Regions from separate parts of the Mus musculus genome. Here all the other regions are linked to region 2. Evidence: chromatin contacts called from public HiChIP or PLAC-seq and promoter capture Hi-C data. All regions are on one chromosome and are shown on one strand. Each heading gives the region's core, a stretch centred on a gene start, on an enhancer-like site or on the middle of the called end of the contact. The rest is flanking DNA. Distances are from core to core; before and after follow the strand shown.

Region 1 (3,982 bases), core at 1,374-3,873, 1.5 Mb after region 2:
AAGCTGTCCGCCTCTGCAGGTCGGGGGTGGGGTGGGGTGGGGGGGCGCTGGTGTTGTCAGTGAGGTCCTTAACATAGTCACTTTGTGACAACTTTTAGGGATTTAAAGGATTAAAAGCAGTAAGCAGAGACTGGGATGGCAGATTCATAACCATATAGAAAGAAAAGTCTAGAAACGTGGACTAGAAGGACGTTTGCAAGGCCCGTGCTGAAAATAAGATTAAAGAGGATGGTGGCTAATGACACTTGTGGGCCCTCTAGTGGACACAGAAGTGAAGAACACTGTTTAATTTGTCCAAATTAAGTCTATCTTGCTATCTACCAGGAATTTGGTACCAGGACCAAAATCCCTGAAGGTCCAAGGTCCTGATATTGAAATACGATATTTTCATAGTGCCTAAATGTATCCTTCTCTATACTTTAAGATGTTGCTGAATGACGTATATAATATGTAACGCGGAGTAGATACTATATAAAGAGCAGATATACTGAAGGCTGGGGACATGGTTCAGTTAGTTAGCTCTAACTATCAAGTGCTCGCTTACTCTCAGGGAACCTATTATACAGTGGCCTCTCTCGAGGGAATGGAGGGTCTAGCAGGGAGAAAAGCTGGCTGAGACCCTTTATAAGGAGCAGGCAGGGGCGCAGACTTGGGCTGAGGAAGTTCATGCAGTTTAGGGGCTATGTGCAGGTTTGTGGTCTCCCTTTCCTGGAATTGTCTGCTTCAAGTAAGACAGATAATCTTGGGAAACAGGCTGTCTCTTCAACATTCTTCTCTGGGCTAAGCAAGGTCAGCTGTAATCTCATACAAATCCTGTTTTTAAAACCAAGACACTTTATCAAAAATATTTTACCAATGACAATTTCCGGGTGTTACTATTATCCTGTGTCACCATTGAGGGAAGCGGGGTGAAGGGTAAATGGTATTCTTTTTGTTGTTGTTTTGTTTGTCTTTGAGACATTGAGACAAGGTTTCACTGTTGTAACTTTGGGAATTTTCTATGCAGACCAGGATGGCTTTGAGCACACAGAAATCTACTTGACTCTGCTTCCCAAGTACTGGAATTACTGGCATGCACCACCAAGCCTAACCTTTGCCCTGGATGTCCTGAAATTCTGTCTGTAAACCAGGCTGGTCTCAAACTTTGGAATCCATCTGGGATTAAAGGTGTATGCCATCACTACTTGGCAAGATTTATTTATTTTATTTTATGTTCATATGTGCATGTACCTGTGCTTGCATGGTCAGAAGAGGGTTTTAGATCCTCTTGGACTATAGTCACAGATGCCATGAGCTGCCATGTGGGTGCTGTGAGCTGCCATGTGGGTTCTGGGAATGAACCCCTGTTATCTGGAAGAGCAGCCAGTGTTTTTAACTGCTGAACCATCTCTTCACCCCAGCATCTGGAATTCTATTTTGTCTATTTTATCAATTTGCCATAACTATTTTATCAATTTGTCATAATTATATTATGACAAAACTTTAAAGAATGTAAAAACAGCTGGGTGTGGTTGTGCACACCTTTAAACCCAACACTGTGAGACAGAGGCAGGCAGACTTCTGCTTGGTTTTTCAGTTTCCAGGTCAGCCAAGGTGACAGCGATTCAGTTGTTAGAGTGCTTGCATAGGATGTAAAAGCTCTGAGTTAGATCCCAGCACTACATAGACCAGGCATGATAGTACATCACTGTGAGCTCAACAATGGGGCTGGCTTGGGTTACACAGCAAGAGCTTGTCTCAAATCAATAACACACAAATAATAAAATAAAAAGGCAGACATATTACATCTAGGAGGATAACCAAGTGTTAAAAAACGATTTTCTCAGGAGCCTACGTGTTTTGGTTTTGCCTTTTTTCCTTACTAATATATTTCTTTTTTTTTTAAAAAGAATTATTTATTTTGTGTGTATGAGTACAACACTGTCGCTGTCTTCAGACACACTAGAAGAAGGCATGGGATCCCATTACAGATGGTTGTAAGCCACAGTGTGGTTGCTGGGAACTGAACTCAGGTCCTCTGGAAGACCAGCCAGTGTTCTTAATCACTGAGCCATCTCTCCAGCCCCCACTAATATATTTCTTTTTTTCTGCAATGCAGATATTATTGGTTTAATAAAAATGCTAGAATAGAAGTTTTATAATGTTTTAAAGGGGATGAACACAAGTTATCTATTAGAAAGAGAAAATTAATAGGACCAAAGTCAGGAATGAAATGGCTGTATCAGTTGAGGTCTCACTGTGAAGTATCCCTTGGATAAGAAGTCTTGGACGTAGCTTATGTTTTCCTTTTAGAACAATGAATTTTCCAAGGGCAGCAGAAAAAGTCTCGTTTTAGCCTAGCAGACAGGCGCAGTCCAGCAGCTGATCAGATTTGTAGCTCCGACTTTCCCTTTTCCTAAGACAACGTTGGCCTCAGTCTTCCCATCTGTAACTCAGAAAGAGATGAACTTTAAAGTCTTCCAAGACCCTTTCGATTCCATGGTGTTTGAGAGGGAGCCTGGCCAGGGATTCTGAGCAAGGGTATCCCAGCCTGAACTTAGCCGCTTGGCCCGCCCAGGCCCTCAATTCTCATAAAAGCCGGCTCTGCTAAGGCCCCGCCCTTCCCACACAGGCCCCGCCCAACAGGTCCCCAGCCCCTCCCGCCAGGTTGCACCCTCGACCCCGCCCCCGGGGTGTGCGTCCACCGGAAGTTCCGCGCACGGGCCTCTTACTTCCGCTCGGCAGGTGACAGCCGTGGAGCTTGGAGCCGCCGGCTGCTGCGACGCACCGGAGGAGAGGGAGGCGGAGGCTGCGGACATTTTGCTGCTGAAGCGAGCCGAGCCGCGGCACCCGGAGCCGTTTGGATTTGTGGGTGAGGAAAAAGGCAGCCCGGCGAGATAGGAAAACAAACAAACCCGAAGGGGTCCGAGGAGTGGGGGGGGTCTGCGAGGTCAGAGGTCACGGAGAGGACGCTGCGCTGGAGGGTTGCGAGCCGCGAGAGGGCGAAGGTGAAAGGCCTGCGTGCTCATTCATTCCCGACGGCTTGGCGGCCCGGCGTCAAGCCGTCCGTCATTTCAGGTCCGCAGTCCGGTTCGGAGAGACTCCTGCACTTAGGCCTCCCCTGCGCCCTGCTTGTCCCTTCCCACTCCTCGGCCAACCTCAGGCCTCCTCGTTCAGGGCCTTATCTCTTAGCCGCCGCCCCCCCAAAACGGGGCAAACATCTAGAAATGGCCTTCTGCCACCCGCCCCTCGTCCTTTGGATCCTCAGGGACACGTTGACAGAATGGGAGCACTTGTCTTAGTTCTAACACCACAAGAATGTCTTGTCACTGGTTCTCCAGCCCTTCCTGACTTCGAACCTCTGTGCTAAGCACTTTGTGTACTGAGCTCACAGCTGCCTCTGTAAGGTAGCTACTGTTGCTTTCCCCCTCTCACTCGCGAGGACACCGAGGCACGGGAGGTTAAATGACACACGGAAGGTCATTCGAGTAGTAGAGGCAAAATCAGGCTTCCTATGTAGGTCTCCAGAGACCTTCAAAGCTCGGGGAGAAAGGCACCTGGAGCTGGCTTGGGGTCTAGAAGTGACTTGATATATTGTCGCCAATATATTGTGTGAGTTGGTGTCAGGATGCAGCCTTCTCACCTGTCGTCTGATCCGATGTTTAGGAGGAGCTGTTGATACACTTTCAACTTAGGAGGCTGTTCGGCCAGGTTGTTTTTGTCAGTGTTTTGGCTCTCAGGTCTTCCTGCCTATTGGGCTATTCTTGGAATTGATATCCAGACAACCCCTTCATCCCGTTTGCACTTTATTCGTTTTGCAGTAAAGAGGGGAACAACGGGGCCCCTTGGGGGATCTTTTGGTCCTAGGTTCTAGGGGAACAGGCCCACAGGATGGCCTTTGGCCTGTCATGGTGCCTGGGATGACTGGTCTGCGTGGGAGATGGGAAGGCGACTTGGTACCTGGGGTGTGAGCCTCTTTTCCTTTAGAGACATTTTGTTGCTC
Region 2 (3,860 bases), core at 1,049-3,548:
AATTTTTTATTTGTGTTTTATGTCTGTACTGGCTAGTTTTGTGTCAACCTGACACAGGCTGGAGTTATCACAGAGAAAGGAGCTTCAGTTGAGGAAATGCATTCACGAGATCCAGCTGTAAGGCATTTTCTCAATTAGTGATCAAGGGGGAAAGGCCCCTTGTGGGTGGGACCATCTCCCATCTCTGGGCTGGTAGACTTGGGTTCTATAAGAGAGCAGGCTGAGCAAGCCAGGGGAAGCAAGCCAGTAAGTAGCATCCCTCCATGGCCTCTGCATCAGCTCCTGCTTCCTGACCTGCTTGAGTTCCAGTCCTGACTTCCTTTGGTGATGAACAGTAGTATGGAAGTGTAAGCCGAATAAACCCTTTCCTCGCCAACTTGCTTCTTGGTCATGTTTGTGCAGGAATAGAAGCCCTGACTAAGACAATGTCCATGGAGATTTTGCTTGCAAGCATGTCTGAACAGTACATGCATTCCCCCGGTGCTTGTAGAGGCCAGGAGAAGGCATCAGATTCCCTAGAATGAGAACTACAGACAGTTGTTAGCTTCCATGTGGGTGCTAAGAATCAAACGTGGGCCCCCTGGAAGAACAACCGGTCCTCTTAACTGCTGAGCCATCTTTCCAGCCCCTCTGAGGATGGCTTTGAATTCTGATCCTCGTGCCCTGTCTCTTAAGGGCCAGGATTACAGGCTTGTATTATCATGGCTGGCTTTTCACACTGGTGTAGGAATCCAGACTCAGTCTTCATGCTTATACAACAATTGATTCTACATGTTAAGTTATCTCACCAATATTTTTATATTTGTTTATTTATTCATTTGTGTGTGTCTGTCTGTCTGTCTGTGAGTGCTTGATATTAGAAACATGCGACGGTCAGAGGACAATCTGTGGGAGTCTCTTCTTTCCTTTTGTCATGGGTTCTGGGACTTGAACTTAGGGCATCAGACTTGGCAGCAAGTGCCTATAGTCATGGAACTATCTGCTGATGGTTCTCCCCGCCCCATTTTTAATGCGCATTTTAAAAGTGGTGGAATAAGCCCAGAAAGGTAAAAATACCTTGGATCACAAGCAGCGTTGGCTCAGTGTTGACAAGGTTCTCTGAATCCTGTGGGAAAGGGCACAGCGTGTTCTTGCTGTCTGCCAGGGATTGGTTCCAGGGCACACTTCCATACCAAAACTCGAAATATGAGGATGCTCAAATCCATAGATAAAATGGCTTAGTATTTTCCTAAAGCCCGTGTGGCCTGATCTTGTACTTTCTATCATTTCTAGATAATTTATAACACCTAATACAATACAGATGCTATAAATAGTTGTAATGCTCTATTGGTTGGAATAACAACAAGAAAAGAGTCTGTACATGTTCAGTACAGAGGCAGTTTTTACTTCCTAATATTTCCAACTTGAGACTGGTTAAATCCAGGGTGACAAAAAACTGATTGTACTTGCTGTGTCTGCTGAAGGCATGAGGACATGGAGTGCCACCTGTTTCCTCCTTGGTCCAGGGAGATGATCCACAGAGGTGTTTGGGGCTCAAATCCAGATCTATGAATTGGCCTATTTTACATTTCTGAAACAGTTCCTAATCTGCAAAACGGAGTTCATTGCTGGAGGGGGCCGTTGTGATGAGGAAGGGGAAGAGCTAATAATGGAAGGTAACACAGCCAGAGTCTGTCCTAATCACCCTGCCCTCAGGAGGTTGAGTGAAGAGTATTGCTTTGAGTTCAAGGACAGTAGGAGATTGGTGTGTACCATCTCTGACCAGATACTGTTCTAATGAGATGCATTGTGTATATTAACCCTCCCAGCCTTTTCTAGGTAAAAAAGGATAGGTAGTATTCCTTTGTAAGAATTTATATTTATTATTATTATTATATGTGTGTGTGCACCGCGTGTGCCTGTACAGGCACGGACATGCCATGGTGAGCGGTTGGGGACGCCTGTGGAGGACAGAGCACAACTTGTGGGAATTGCTGTTTTTCTTTCACTTTTTTTTAGGTTTCAGGGATAAAACTCAGGAGTCAGGCTGTCATAACAAGCGCTTTTACCCTCTGAGCTTTCTTGAGCGGGGCGTAGGTAATGGTCCTCGCTTACAACGTGTGCTTTGGGGAATTGAAGCTTTGATCGGAATTTCGTTCAAAGACATCAAAAGCGTATAAAGGAGATCTCCTAGGTTCCTGCTTCCTTATCTTAACTCTCTGACCCAGAAATCCTTGTGTCCATCTGCGAACCTCCTGCGCCCTCTGGTGACGCGAAGTAGTGCTGTCTCCTGGCATCCTGCGGGAGCGTTTCACACTTAGTGGGCAAATGCAATATGGAGATTGTGAGAACTGGGAACATGAAGTCTGGAGGACCAGAGAGTAGCTGAGACAGGGATGGGGGTTAGTGGGAGGCAACCACCCGATTTGGGTGGGATGTCAGTGGGGCTGTTTCTAGCTCTGGGGGCGTGGTTTATGGCTGGGCGGAGCTTTTGGCTTGGGCGGGGCCAGCTTGCGGGCCAGACGTGGCGCAGCGGCCGAGTTTGGGTGCAGCCTGCGGAACGTCTCCTGCCAGGCACAGATGAGCATCCTACTGTCGCCGCCGTCGCTGCTGCTGCTTCTTGCAGCCCTTGTGGCTCCAGCCACCTCCACCACCAACTACCGACCGGATTGGAACCGTCTTCGAGGCCTGGCCAGGGGGCGGGTGGAGGTGAGTGCGCCTTTTCCCAACCTTAGTACGACAGTTCCACAACCTTGCTGCCCCTTATCCCAAGAATATAGTCCGGCCTCAGGAATACCAGAATTCCCGAAACACCCCCCCCCCCTTTCCCTCCTGCACGGCCCGGGAATCATTCCTTTTATTTCCCAGCCGCATGATGAACAGCATCTACTGTGGAAGTAAGAAGTCTCGTCCTTGTGGCCTGGCACTCTGAACCCTTGCCTCTGCTCCAGGCTTGGCCCTACCGTGGGTCTCTGGCTATAATTTTTTGAAAACTGGCCCCTTAGAACCCACCTTCTCTAAGGATAACCTCACCTTTCCCCATTATTTCTCCCCCCACCCAGACTTAGTGCCTGGCATTCCAGAATCTCTTTTCTTCTGGTGGGGAGAAAAGACCTAAGCTCCTCCCCTCACTGTACTCTGCTGGAGCTGGAGGAGAGGATAGGGAAATGAGATACCAACAGTCCACAGCCACCCTGGACCACCACCACCTGCCGGCCAAAGGACTCCCCTGGAGTCTTCCTAAGTGATTCCTATGTTTGCAGACTCTTCATGGGCCTTAGCTGGTTTATTTTTAATTTAAAAAAAAATTAACAAAAGGAAGTGTAAGGGAGGCCTGAAATAGGGAGGTCTGGACTTCCTGTTGGGCTGCGGCCTCCCATCAGGAATAGAGAAGGACCATCCATACTCCCAAGTTAGGGAAGATCAGCCAGATGGTTCCTGAAGCTGAACCACAGGTGGCTGGCAGGGCTGCCTCTGCATGGGGTGGGGTAGGGACCAGATGGCAGGTGCCTCTAACAGGGCCCTTAGGGTAGTTCTGAGCTGTTCCCTTCTAGTCTGACTTTCGTCTCAAGGGCCAAAGGCCAGGGTTAGAATTCTACCGACAACAGGGAGAATGCCGTAACCCATGTCTCCTGGGCATTGGTCAGCTATCAATAACATGCAGACAGGGACCCATGGCTGGTTTCTCTCCCTCATTCTTTACCTGTGGCTCTAGGCCTGAGCTTCCCAACCTGTACAGAGGTCTTCTTGCTCACAGGACTTTACTGCCACACCTTGATGCTTCTCTTTACGCTCACTGCCTGACCCAATTCAGTGTAAAGGACGGCATAGTCTTGGCTGTATAGCTAGCCTGTGAAGGACTCCTGGTTTATTATCCCATT
Region 3 (3,789 bases), core at 509-3,008, 1.1 Mb after region 2:
TGGTAACTCAGAATTCCACTTTATCACAGAAAGCAAAAACTAGTGCTGTTAAGAGGGTCTTTAAACTGACTTTACCATACCTCACAGCCTGGAGCAAATTTCAAGAACTTGTCACAACCTACAGTACACCTTCCAGGTCCACAACCCTGGTCTCAAATGACTGTAACACACCCTGCTACCCTCCACTTTACTGGAAACCTGAGCCAGATGGTTTAGAAGTAACTACAATGTTGGCATGTTAGAAAGCACCTTTAGGACCCCTCTGTGGGCCAGAAGCAGACTTCAGGCCTCACTTCCTTTATTTTCCTCTAGGTTTTTGGACATACGTTCAGCTATACAACATTTAATTTGATAAAATGTGTTCTGATGCCTTGTGAACAAATTCATTATGCTGCTCACAGTTACCTAAAAAGTAAAAATGGTAGGGGTGAAATATGTCTTCATAGGCAATCACTCTAACCTTCTAGAAGCTTCCAAATTTAGTTTAATAACATATTGCATAGTGTTTACCCACAACGGTGTCATTCTGTAAACTCTTCTACTCAGTCAAGCATGGAAAAGAAGTCTTTCACTGGCCATCAACGCATGTTATTTGGTTTCCAAGTAAAAAACACAGAAACATTGCAGAATCTCAAAGAAGGCCTCCTTCACATCCCCACAAACAAGATCATTTTGATACAGAACCATCTACCATTCAATCGTAACTTCTGACGGCTCACTGTTCACAAGAGGAACGAGGCTGAGCCTCCACTACAAGAACACATGCACTTTTAATACAAAAAAAAAAAAAAAAAAGACCCTAAATGTCAAAAAGCCAAGTGGATGTCAAGATAGTAAGAAGAATAAAAACGTAAACTTCATTCTGACAATGACTGAACATTAATATCTAACAGAAACCTGTGTGTAAAACTCACAAGTGAGATGATCTGACTCCTGGTGGCCTAACAGAGTGTGCAAACTCTACTTCCAATTTTTGAAATAAGTTTTCTGGCCCCAACAATACCATCTTGGGTCATGAAATGCAATACATCCAGTACAATTTCAACCCAAGAAATAATACTGATCTTTTGCAGAGCTACTTGAGCAGTGTTCCCCGAGCTCCTCCAACCACCCCTGGACCTTCGTTCCCCTTCAAGCACTACCAGGTCAGGAGGATGCCCTGCTGCAGTTAGGCTGAGGCCCGCACAGCTCGCCCGTGGTTTCCAACAGCACGACCTCCGGCCTCTCGCCACTAAGGACTCCCACGGTCTCGACCAGGGCCTCGGGCCACACGCTCACCTCCCGGAGGCCCGGGAGCGTTTTCCAGGGCGCCCCAGCCGCAGCTCCCAACACTCCGAGTGTTACCCACCGCCAGGTTCAGGATGGCCGCCGAGCTCGGCGACCCCGCCTCCCCCGACTCGCCCGACCGGGCCTCGGTGCTCCATTCTGAGAGCTTGCCCCGGGAGGCCGCGGCCAACCCAGCCCTCGGCCCGCCGCCGCCTCCCCGGCCGGTGACAGCCGCCGCACTCGGCCCAGGTCCGCCCCTCCTCCAGCACCTCCTCGCCACCAGAGCCGGAGGGTGGGCTTCTTACCAGGCGGCAGGACATGGCGAGGCCCGCCACCGCAGGGCCTCCTCCGCCACCCCAGGAGGCTGCCAGCCAGGGTCGGCGGGGGCCAGCGCCTGGGCCGCTGGAGCGTCTCCGCCGGCTGCTCCGCCGCCGCCGCCGCCGCTGCCGCCGCCGCCTTCTCACAACCACAACAACATGGCGGCAGCGGCCACACAGAGCGCGCTCCCGAGACCGATCGGAGCTGAGAGCGGGGGCGCGCGCGCACGCTCCGGCGCGCTGTCCGCTGTGGGATGGGGGGCGGGGGGGAAGACTGGCCGTCACGGGATGGGCGAGGGCGGGGCCTGGCTCGTTGGTCACGCCCCAGGATGTGGGCGGGGCTGCAAGTCACCAGACTGTGGCTGCAGAGAAGCGTCAGGAGGAAGAAAAGAAAAATGAGAAGTGAATAAATAAACCGTTACGAATTAAGAAAAAGAAAAACAAGGTTTAGAAAGATTTTTCAGGCTTCTTTTCCAACTTAATGGACCAAGACAGCACTTCAGCTTACTCTACTTTCTATTAAAACTAAGAACAGTAGTGATATTATATCCCCAGCAAGTATAGTCAATATAAAACTAACTTAATACCGTGCATGTAAATATAGTGTGCTATAAGTTATGCCCAGAATACAAGTTCAAACTGCCTCAACGCCAGCTCCTAATAAAAAAAACCTCAGTGCTCAAAGAAAAGCAAGGGGGAAAAGAATCCCTACTTTGACTGGCCTCCAGAAGAGCCCCATAGTCTAACACTGTAATACCTTATTTTAGGTCAGCAGTCCTCGGGGTCTCAAATATCCTGAACCTCAGATATTTACATTATGATTCATGGTAGTAGAAAATTACAGTTATAAATTAGCGAGGAAAGTAAGTTGGGAGTCAGCATACGTGAGGAACTATATTAAAGTCACAGCGTTTAAAGGTTGAGATCTACTGGCTTAGGTCCTAACAAATCCTCAAAGATATTTCACTTCCTTAGATGAATTTTAACATGACCTTGATTTTTTATCAGAAGACAAGTAAATGAAATTTATCCCTGTATTTGTTAAATTGTTTATCTCCCCCCCCCCATTATTTGTTTCTTTGTATTCAACATTATTGCCTCTCTGCCCCCACTGGAGTTTAAGAATAATTAGAAAAAAAGGATGCTGTCTTATTTGTCATTATGTCTCCAGAACCTAAAATTGCACAACACAATAGCCAGACAAATCTCCTAATTATGGAAGAGCAAGTGTTTATATTTATCTAGTTGAATCTTCATAAATGGTCAGGCCTATCTTTATTTTACAAACAAAAAAAAAGTAAAACCCAGAATAAGTTGAATTTAACTTAAACTTCAAACCCAGGCCCAGATAACAACACAAACTGTCCTATTACTCTCTGGGCTACCCACCACATCACAGAATCTCAAGGAAGGTCAAGGAAGGCACTACATCACAGATCAGTTAGCAAAGACTTCCCACCGCCCTCCAAGGACCTGTCTTCCTCCTCTTCAATGCAGCTGATTGTGTCTCCGTTTTCACCTTCACTAGAAAAGCACAGGCTAAATTGGAAGTACAATGATTGCACCTCTTGGGTCAAAAAAAAAAATCTTTTGGTAGTGATAGCAGTAAACTATACACTTTCATTTATAATCCACTGTCCTGGTTTCCCTTTGTGTATATTCTCATGGCCTTTGTGGGACAAGAAAAAAAAATAGAGCATCAAATAGATGGACAACAGGACACACAGAGTAGACAGACAGACTGCCAGCAGTGGGGAACCTGAACTGGAGCTAGCACTTCACTGCCAGGACAATCCCTGCTGGATGGCTGGACACTGATAAAGTGGCTCCAGGTAAACAACTCAGGCAACAGGAAATTCACACCTGCTCCACCAATCCCACAGCTCCCACAGTCCACATGGAAAGAGCACATGGATCAGCTTGTCGCTTGCCTCTCTGTTTATCAACAATAACAATTTGCTTTTTGATCTGGAGTGAGAAAGGAAATCTTTGACTGAATCCTCGACCAGTATTTAAAATGTTTGAAGAAATTTTACTGTACCCTTGAATTCATGGTGTGCACCGAATCTTTTAGCTTGCACCAAACCACTTCAGCCTTAGATGTAGATGAAACAAGAAGGCCAGAGTTTGAACTCAAGTGATCTGATGTTGAGGGACATCTGTGCACATCATACTTCCCTTCCTCTCCACTCCTGGAAGCCTGGAA
Region 4 (3,767 bases), core at 339-2,838, 1.7 Mb after region 2:
TTCTTGACAGGATATGATGCTGAAAACCATGTGGTTTGTTTCTGAAACTGCTTCTGGAACCAGAGGGGAAACATCACAAAGGCACTGATGTTGCAGAATGCTGAGGAACCCCGCTGAGGAGAGTTTGAGGGACCTAGTAAACTGTTTCACAACAGCCATAAATTTGTCCTTACCCAGGACTCCTAAATAAAAGCATACCAACTTTACCCAAGAGCTGTTGCATCTGACCTAGCAAAGCGTCGGTGCCTAACAGATGCTACCTCCCTGCAAGTGTGGGCAGAATAGGCTCACAGTGCCCTTTCCAGGAAGGAGCGCCAGTCCACTCCCACCCGTACCTCTCTCTCCATAGAGGACATTAAATCCTGAACACAAAGATGACAAAGTGGAAGGAGTTACTAGGTTACAGTTATGTTGACACGTCCTGGCTCTCGGAACGTCCCTCCCTCCCTCCCTGTTCACATACTACAAACAGTAGAAAAGAGCACATTATAGAAGTCCCATAGAAGGCAGCAATCACCTAGAAACCACTTCTACTGAGTCTCAGGTTTGGTGTGTTGGGAACTCCTCATTCTGCCGTCCCAAAACCCAGCTTTGCCTTTTGCCGGGATTCATCCTGAAAGAAATTCAGTATTCGCTGGGTAAACCAGGTGTCTAGTCCTTAGTGAACTGGGAAACACTATAATAAGTATTATTAAATCGTTTAATGACTACACATGGTGGAACACTCTAAGCAAGTTGCCTACAGTGTATCATTTAATGTTCACCAACACTGCTCATGGGAGTGAGTTACCCCCCCCCACTTTCAGATCAAGTAACAGAGGTTCAAGCAGCTTTGCCTCAAAATCACACAGAAAATAAATCTCAGCCTTTCCCCTAAATCCAAGCTGTCAAGAAAACAAAGCAACTCTGAGTTTTCTTTTACTAGTAAAACCCTGCCTTCGCAACATCACAATCCGCAACTTAGGGTGGAGACCCCAGTGGCAGGTTCACCAATGTCCTATGCTCATCAGCTCTCAACAACCTGCAAAGAAACCGAACTGGGCCAGACAACACCCTCATGCTTGTCCTTCCACTGGGAAAGGATTCCGAGGCAAGGAAGGGCGTGTGGGAACTAAGCTGCCATCCCAGCTTCCATCCTGGCCGAGAGCACCACCTCGGGCGGACGCCGCGGTGGACTCAGAGTAGTCTGCACTCGGTACGGGCGACTTTAGCCGTCACGCACCCCCTTCTCTTCCGTAAGTCGGAAGCAGAGTTCGGCAAAGTTAGAAGCCGGCACTCGGGGCAGAGTCCTGGTAACGCGGGACAGGCGCGTCCACGCCGCGTGCTGGGACAGAAGCCCGAACATCGGGTTCTCCGGGGTCCACGCGCGAGAGAGGGCGAGGGGGTTCGGGGGGGGGCCGGGGTCTCACTCACCGGGGCCGGAGCGGGGACCGGGCGCGGGCCGGGCCGCCAGAGTGAGCGCAGCGGCGGAGAGCAGCGCGAGACGGGCGGCGGGCGGCGCCATGGGCCGTCAGTGCGGGACCCCCGGGCGCGGCCCGGGGCAGAGGGGGCAGCACCGGGAGCCGGGGGCGGCCATGGGAGCAGGACGGAGCTCAGCGTCGCCCCGCCCTCGCCGCCCGGCCCGCCCCGGTCCGCCCCGGCCCGCCCCGGTCCGCCCCGGCCCGCCCTCCTCAGCGCCGCCCCGTCCTCCTCAGCACCGCCCGGATTGCCTGACGCCTGCTAGGATTCCGAGCCGGGCGGCCTGCGCATGCGCGGCCTGCCACTCACGCGCGGGAGCCCGCCCCCGCCCCACCTGGCTCCGCCCCCACAGCAGGCGCGGTGAGGCCACCCGAGGTGTGGAGTCTACAGGTGAGGGCGGGACGGGTCCTGCCTCTGAGTCCCCACGCTGAGGTTTGTCGGCGCTGACACCGGCCGAGCGCCGTGACCCCTGTTTCACCCTTACCTAGGTCGTGACTCACGCGCGAGTTCCACCACTGCGGTAGTAACCAGAACAAACCTCTTGCTCTTGCTAGGCTCGTGGTAGCGGCTAGCCAAAGCGTGTTCTGGAGTCCTCCAGTCCCGGTTCGTATCCCACTTGGTTACTCGTAAGATCTGTATAAATGTATACAGGTTTAAAGAAAACGGGGCTCCCTTCTGCTCAGTGGTATGTCGATACCGTCTGCTCCACAAAGCGGTTGTACAAAGTGAGATAATGCACGGAAACCTCGCACGCACAGTGGGGGCTCAGTAAATGTGGAGTTCTTTCTCCTTGTGGAGTCCTGCAGCTACCAAAGGGACAGCATACTGAGCCTTGTGCAGAATCCTATCATATCCGTGTCAACTAGCGCAACTTATTCTTTTAAAAATATGTATTTACAGCGGTGCAGTGGTGGCGCACGCCTTTAATCCCAGTACTCGGGAGGCAGAGGCAGATAGGTCTTGGTGTTGGAGACTAGTCTGATCTATAAAGCGAGTTCCAGAACAGCCAGGGCTATAAAACAGAAACAAAGAAAAAAATATATGTATGTATAAATGCATATGTACATACATATATGTTTTTTATTGTATGTGTATGGGTGCATGTGTAACACCAGAGGACCATTTGTGGGAGTCGGTTCTCCTTGCACTGTCGGTTCTGGGAACTCAGGTCCTCAACCTTGGTGGCAATTGTCTTTACCGATGAGCCATCACACCAGTTTTAAATTATTATTATTATTATTTTGAGTCTTGGAACTATGTAGATCAGGCTGTCCTCGCACTCACAGAGGTCTTCCTGCCTACGCCTCCCAAGTGCTAGAATAAAGGTGTGTGTCCCCACTCCCAGTTAAATTATTTTTAATTAGTATAAAATGGGTGATACACTATATATTTGCATATATATGTATCTGTGTGTATATATATATATCTCACCAATGTATTTTGCTCAACCATCAGCAAAATAGGAACCATAAAAGACCTCAAGGTCCAAAGATACGGAAGCAACAAAAGTGCCCAACTCGATGGGGCAAGCGCTGTGTCTCTTCATTAGGGGAGACTTGGGGTTCTGTGGCTTAAATTCTCGGTCTCCGCGAGGCAGCCCCCCACCCCCCAGGATCTCGAGCCTCCTTACTCCTCCTCACACCCCCAGGCAGCGGGGATTTTCCGATTGCTCTTGCTTAAAACGCCACGGCGACGCCCGGCAGGACAGGTCCGGGCTGTGCACCGAGAGCTTTCAAGTCCTTGGTCCGGGGCTGGCAAGTACAGGCCTGCACCAGGCTTGGCGGTGGCAGGAACATCTGCCCTCCTGTTCCTACTCGCTGTGCCCGGAGCAGGGCTGGGCGATCCTGGCCCCGTGGGATACCCTGGCCTACCTGGGGTACACCCACCCCTGCGCCCTGTGCCCCTCGCCCTCTCACTGGGCAGGTGTTCTCCCCAGCCTTCCCACACTCAGGAGGCAGCTCCCAGAGCTGGGCCCCAAGGGCGTAGATACCTCCCACGAGGCGCCTGCCTTTCTGTCCCTCTCCACCCACACGACCCAGAGCTGTGGCAAGAAGAATCTTGTTCAATCGTTTGCTTTCCCTGTTGTTCCTGAATTCAAGAACCCTAGGTGTTTCTGAGTGGACGCCCCCACCGCCCAGTGGACACACCCTTCACTTACTAGTGAGAACTCAGCCTCCAGGTTCCACACGTGGGACTGTTGTGTATATATATATATATTTTTTTTTCTTTTCTTTTCTTTTTTCTTCCTTTTTAACTGAGGGCCTAACATGACCCATGGACATCGGACATTACGGAGCAGAGAGCTTCGG

The links. Promoter capture Hi-C pulls out the DNA fragments that hold promoters and counts their contacts. HiChIP or PLAC-seq counts read pairs in DNA pulled down with a chosen protein or histone mark.
Region 1: a contact with region 2 is called in a FOXA1 HiChIP or PLAC-seq map of pancreatic cancer cells. The contact joins the promoter of Ap1b1 here to the promoter of Selenom in region 2. A contact is called at or near these places in 2 of 39 promoter capture datasets (hippocampal neurons and liver), 1 of 115 datasets of contacts at active chromatin or transcription factors (pancreatic cancer cells) and 1 of 9 other capture datasets (macrophages).
Region 3: a promoter capture Hi-C map of embryonic stem cells shows a contact between it and region 2, with 3 times the contacts expected there. The contact joins the promoter of Mtmr3 here to the promoter of Selenom in region 2. A contact is called at or near these places in 3 of 39 promoter capture datasets (embryonic stem cells, hippocampal neurons and liver).
Region 4: a contact with region 2 is called in a promoter capture Hi-C map of liver, with 2.1 times the contacts expected there. The contact joins the promoter of Kremen1 here to the promoter of Selenom in region 2.

Annotation. Positions count from the first base shown.
Region 1 is chr11:4,984,201-4,988,182 of GRCm38.p6, forward strand. Ap1b1 (adaptor protein complex AP-1, beta 1 subunit) reads left to right here and starts at 2,624. Exons shown (of 21, transcript NM_007454.3): 1 at 2,624-2,851.
Region 2 is chr11:3,512,386-3,516,245 of GRCm38.p6, forward strand. Selenom (selenoprotein M) reads left to right here and starts at 2,299. Exons shown (of 5, transcript NM_053267.3): 1 at 2,299-2,688. The coding sequence starts at 2,560.
Region 3 is chr11:4,593,032-4,596,820 of GRCm38.p6, forward strand. Mtmr3 (myotubularin related protein 3) reads right to left here and starts at 1,759. Exons shown (of 19, transcript NM_001373897.1): 1 at 1,572-1,759.
Region 4 is chr11:5,260,022-5,263,788 of GRCm38.p6, forward strand. Kremen1 (kringle containing transmembrane protein 1) reads right to left here and starts at 1,589. Exons shown (of 9, transcript NM_032396.3): 1 at 1,414-1,589. The coding sequence starts at 1,504. It overlaps Gm46268 (a long non-coding RNA gene), which reads left to right and starts at 996. Exons shown (of 4, transcript XR_003949640.1): 1 at 996-1,195; 2 at 1,695-2,061; 3 at 3,718-3,767.